Regions from separate parts of the Mus musculus genome. Here region 1 is linked to region 2. The links are chromatin contacts, called in public promoter capture Hi-C maps. All regions are on one chromosome and are shown on one strand. The core of a region is the stretch at or near the end of the contact, and the rest is flanking DNA. Distances in the headings are between cores, read along the strand shown. Region 1 holds the start of Nbas (neuroblastoma amplified sequence). Region 2 holds the start of Cyria (CYFIP related Rac1 interactor A).

The links. Promoter capture Hi-C pulls out the DNA fragments that hold promoters and counts their contacts.
Region 1: a contact with region 2 is called in a promoter capture Hi-C map of pre-B cells, with 4 times the contacts expected there. The contact joins the promoter of Nbas here to the promoter of Cyria in region 2. A contact is called at or near these places in 4 of 39 promoter capture datasets (cranial neural crest, liver and pre-B cells), 1 of 484 Hi-C or Micro-C datasets (uterus), 2 of 115 datasets of contacts at active chromatin or transcription factors (astrocytes and bone marrow-derived macrophages) and 2 of 9 other capture datasets (liver and pancreatic islet).

Annotation. Positions count from the first base shown.
Region 1 is chr12:13,267,550-13,270,400 of GRCm38.p6, forward strand. Nbas (neuroblastoma amplified sequence) reads left to right here and starts at 1,578. Exons shown (of 52, transcript NM_027706.1): 1 at 1,578-1,715. The coding sequence starts at 1,602.
Region 2 is chr12:12,260,775-12,263,536 of GRCm38.p6, forward strand. It overlaps Cyria (CYFIP related Rac1 interactor A), which reads left to right and starts at 1,403. Exons shown (of 12, transcript NM_001146119.2): 1 at 1,403-1,464.

The DNA.
Region 1 (2,851 bases), core at 328-2,827, 1.0 Mb after region 2:
TTAACTGCTGAGCCATCTCTCTACCCTCTTGGAAGTATGAATTTTGCCCCCTGCTCTAAACACTGGGGACACGGTGCGTCTGTGAAATGAATCTATTATACCTGACGACGTTGCATTCTTCTGGGCTAGAGTTTACATTTTTGGAGGATGAGGACAGACTGTACACAAGTAAAATAAATTATACATCACATAGCATATCCAATGATAACAAATGTTGTGTTAAACACACAAGCAGACAAACAAACAGACAACCTGAGCAGGCACGGGGAGGGCTGGGAAGCTGGAGTGGGAAGAAAGTGAGTGTGAACTTAGACAGGAACAAGAGTTCGGAGGGAAGGTGGCATTTAAACTACAACCGGAAGGAGATGAGAGAGCAATAGCAGAGCCACATCAGGTACAACCTCTGTGTACAAAGAACATCCGTGTCAGATCTCCTGATGTTTATGTGTGTCTGTTGTCTTAGAAACAGCAAAGTTGAATGGTGTGTGTGTGTGTGTGTGTGTGGCAAAAGTTTAGCTGTGAGAGTACAAGGTGCAGATGAACTTGGAGAGACATGGGAACAATTAGACACGCTCCAGTTGTGCATTTTATTATACCATTGCCTAATGCACTAAGTTGGTTATTCTACAGGATAATTTCTGAAAGGTATCTTGTGAATTTTCACTTCTTTTCAACTCAACAACAATGTGGTCGTCTTGGTCGTAATTGGCTCTGCTTACACTAAAGGGCCTTGCAAAGACAGGCATATGCTGAATGAATGAATGAATGAATGAATGAATGAATAAACGAGCAAGCAAATGAGGTAAGTTTCCCCTCTAGGGAATCCTCAAGCTGCCCTATCTTTATCGTCCTCCACACCCTTTCTCAGCTTGGCCTCTCTATTCACCCTGTCTGTTATAGCAACGTAATCTTCCTATGTCTTGTGCACCTCCTAACTGATATATTCTCTCCTGACTTCCAGTGAACCCAATTTCTACCTATAGTTGAAGGCCCAGGGCTGGGCCTGATGGCACATCTCTGTACTCTGAGCACTGGGGAGGCTCAGGCAGGAGGACTGGGTCTGAGGCAGGAGGACTGGGTCTGAGGCTAGTCCATGTTGTATGGTGATTTTTAGGACATCCTCTCTTACACAGCTGACAAGCTCTCCTTGTTACAGGGTGTCTTCATCAGCCTCACTGTTTTTTTCTAGGTGCCTAAAGCACCCTTCCTGTGAACTGAATAACCCCTTGGTACATTTAAAGTCCACTCTCCGAACACGTTCTGTGTTTGCAGAAGAATCTGTACATGAACACCAGCACTCTGGGAGGTTCTTGCAGCTTCGTAGACGCTGACTGGGTAAGAAAAGTTCAGTGACTTGACTCATTTCAGGCACAAATGAACAAAAAGTGGACCAGGGTCCAAGACATATCTCATACAAGACAAGGCCATTCTTAGACCCACAGATCTGTCAAGTTTAGCATTCCCTTTCTGTCATTTTTAGCATTCCCTTTCCGCACTTAATTCATTTCACTCTGCCAATCACCAGCGGCCGCGTCCAGGAAAGTATGACCCGCGCGAGTCGCCGTAGTGCCCCTCCCTCCACCACTCTGTTCCCGGCCAACATGGCGGCCCCCGAGTCAGCGCCGGCTTTGAGTCCCGGCTCTGCGGACGAGGAGGAGACGATTCTCTATGACTTGCTGGTCAATACCGAATGGCCACCTGAGACAGAAGTGCAGGTGAGCCGGGCTCTCTTTTTAAGGCTGTAGGCATGGCGCGGGCGCGGGCGCGGGGCGTGTAAAGCCACGTCGCGGTGCCACGCAGTGCAAGTGGAGCGGGGATAGCAGCTGTGTTGTCTCCTGGCAACGGCGGGGCTGCCGGGTCCAGGGCTCGCTGAAGGGTGTCTGTAGTCAGCCTTGGCTCCGAATTCGGCTGTGTATCCCCACTCAGGCTGTCACCCTCTCGGCAGGTCAGTGTCACTCTTCTTCCCTAGGTCCTTGTCATATCCGGACTTGCCTTGTAATCTTGTTACCTGTGGCGGGAGAATTTCGCAGGACTCTATCGTCCTTTAAAAGTCTCAGTAATACGCATTTACTAGTGTGTGTGTGTGTCTGTCTGTCTCTGTCTCTCTCTGTCTCTGTCTCTCTCTGTCTCTGTCTCTCTCAGTGTGTGTGTGTGATACACACACACACACACACACACACACACACACACACTCGGACCCCAGATATGGTGCAGGCTGCTGGGCATTCAGAGACAGTGTTTTCATGGAACTTGCAGTGTGGAGGAGAGATAGCCAATCCAGTGAACGTTTCTCATTACCAAGCCCGAAGTGCTGGCTGAGTAGAATGCCAAGGGAGTGGAGAGAAAGAAGCAGCGGTTCTCCAATTCTGCTGGAGACAAAGTTGTGGTGTTTGCCAACTTATGGACCCTGGAGTTACTAGTTTCCTAGGGAAAGCCTTCGGGTCATAGGGTGAAAGCAGGAGCCCAAGGCCCATTTACTTGACATACATGGTATCAAGTGCCTGGCATGCCCGTGTGTTAGGCCCTGGGGAAGCAGCATGGCTAGGAAGACTCTTAAATCTGGCCCAGTGAGCTCCTTTACCTTGTCTTCTGAGTATTTATTCTGCTTGTCTTCAATTAGGTCTTGTAATGGCAAAAAGCTGCATATATTGTTATTCGTTTCGGTTTCTAGTGAGTGACGTGGACATTTTGTAGATGATGAAATTGAGAGGCTGCTGCCGCCTTTAAGTTGGATAAAGATATCTAGCATTTCAGAAATGTCTGTAATACTGTCTCAATGCTTAGCACTATACGTTGATTAAAAAAACAACACGGAGTCAACTTATATTGAAATCTCGTTGTCCTCTGCCTT
Region 2 (2,762 bases), core at 153-2,652:
TGTGTGTGTATGTGTGTGTGTGTGTATGTGTGTGTGTGTGTGTATATGTGTGTGTGTATGTGTGTGTGTATGTGTGTGTGTGTATCTATGTCTGTGTATGTGTCTACTTGTGTATATCTGTGTCTGTGTGTTTCAGACAAACAAATCAAAGCTAAGGTCATGGCAAGAAAAATTCTAATAGAGCCATAATAACATAAAATAAACTGTCTTCAGATGGACAAAAAATAAGATGAGTACAGGTGGGGGGCAGGGAGCTTGAGAAACTTATGCAACCCAAGGACCATTTCCATGTAGGAGACTATATTATTCTAACTAGACTGTGCCTGTCTAGATCCTGTCTGAATTCTTGCCAAAACTGAACCAAACACTCTACTGCTAAGCAGTTCCTGGGAGCCTGTCAGAAACGCAGACTATCAAGAGCCTCAGGAGACTTAGGCGGAGTAAATTTGTCATGGGGACTCATACTGGCCTCAAGCAAGGGGATAGAGCAATGCTCTCCCTGAAGCACCTTCCACTGTTGGAGCCCCAGGCTTTTCCTCCTGTTCCCAACCCACAAACTCACTACCCAAAGAAGCCATGGCTGTCAGCACAAGGCCTGACACACTGTGAAGGTTTAATACTGTATAAATTGTATAATGATCTTCTCTGGTTGGCTGACTGGGAAAAAGAGCAGCCAACCTAGGTATCTGCAAGGCAAACACACATACAGGGGCTCTGACTCACAACCTGTTTGGCACAGCTCGGTCCTCTGGGCTTCCGGAATCTCCCTTTCTGTACAAAACCTCCTCGGCAGATGTTTTAAAACAATGATCTGTGACAATGAGAGCTGTAAGCTACTTTCTCCTTACCTCGCAGAATTTTAAATTCACTGTTTAGAAGACCGTTGCATTTCATAGGCTAGGCATCATTTGGGAAGACATTTTTTGGGATCACATTCAATAACGGTGGCCTTTAAAGCTAGGCGTGTGTTACTAGGACAGGCAAGGGAAGTGTGAGAGCAAGCAGGTTCACCATCCAAAGTAACCTGGGGCCAGGGAGGGGGAGCACTAGTATCAGTGTGAGTGTATGCCAGTGGCCTATGGAGAGTGTGTCTTTGGGGGTGTTTTGTTTGTATTTTGTTTGTCTGAGGGGAAAAGTGGGTAATGAAGGAATTTAGGCCTCCTAGTGAATAGCAAGACAAGTGGTCCAGGCAGAGAGTATTAACATTAGCTGGGAGGTACAGTGCTAACTCCTGGGTGCAGATCCTAGTGCCTAGCCTGGCTAGAAGTGAACCGGCCCTCCGGGTGACAGCAGGGTGGGATTCCAAAGCCAGGGAGGGGCGGGCGGGCCGTGGGGCGGGCCGTGGGCGGGGCGGGGCGGGGCTGGAAGTCGACTCTCGGGCTGAGGCTGCCGCCGGAGAGGCATCCACAGCAGCGGAGCGGGCGGCCGAGCAGGAACGAGGCGGCGACAGCGGCTGCGACTCCGGTGAGCGTGGTGCGGACTCGGCTGGGGCGCGGCAGGGATCGCGGGCTGGGACTGGCAGGGAAAGGCGCTGCGGAGGCACAAGGGCCTCCCGGGCGCCGGATTTGGTGGAGCGGGGCGACTGTGGCTCTCTTCGTCCGGCTCGCGACGCCCTGCAGCCCCGGGCGAGGGAGGGAGGCAGCTAGCTCACGACTCGGTCTTGAACTGTTCTTCTTGGTTCCCGAACACAGAGGTCTGTGCGTCCATTGCTCCCTCTCTCCGGGTCTCTCTCCTGATTTTATTTCTTTTCCAGAAGAGTCCCTTCACCCTTCAACCACTCCCACCCCTACCGCCACCCCCCCGCCCCTCCCCCGAACCTTCATCTCCAAAGCTATTCTTCAGGAGACCCGCGATCTACCTCCTCCGGGTTCCCCTGCCAGGGCCATGCCTCTGCTCCCCATATTTCTGTAGCCCCAAGCGTGGATGAAGCCTGTTCTGGCCCCTGCACACCTGTACCCTTTTGCTGCCACCTGCCACAGAGGTGCTTAGCCAGCAGGCAAACTGCTGTGCCTAGGACCTCCTCGCCTCCGCGGTATTCACTCCCCCTCATGCCAGAACTCCTAACTAGAGTCCAGCAGGAGGAGACTTTTCCAAGCTGGAGCTTCGGGAACAATTTGACCCACTTCCCGAGGCACTGGTCTCAGGCCAGCCATGCTTTTTTGTAGACACACCTGTCTTATTTGCCAGCTGAGAGACTGGCAAGAACACCTTTTGACAAAAATGTGCCAGCCTGTCCCCTATTCCTTTTCCAAGCTGTTAAACTTCTTGGCCTATGTCCCCAGAGACGAGGTCTAGGGCATTTGCCATTTAAATCTGCTAAAGCTCTCACCCTCGCCCCCAACCTACATCTCTGTGACGATCCCCAGAATCCTGTCAGCCATTACTGGAAGAGGAAGGGTCCAGTACTGATAGAACCACCATTCTGAGTTTTTCTGGGCATGCTTTCTCCTCCTATGCGGGTGATTACCTGCCTACTTCTTAGAGAACCCCAGGCTCATAGGGCTCCCCTGAAGCCTAGTGGTTTTCTTATTAGAAACTTTCCCTACTCTGACCAATCATCACCTCTTCCAGATTGTCCCATGCTATCTGCACAGTGCTGAGTCTCCAGGGCTCAGGGAAAGCTGGGTTAGCACCATGCAGTTTGAGAACCTGTGCATAGCAGCAAGAGGAGGGTGGCTCCTAGCCAGGCCTCAGCTTTGGGAAGACCAGCCTGTTAGGATTGTTCCCAGTCAGACTAAATTTCACACACTGGTTGTGAGGGC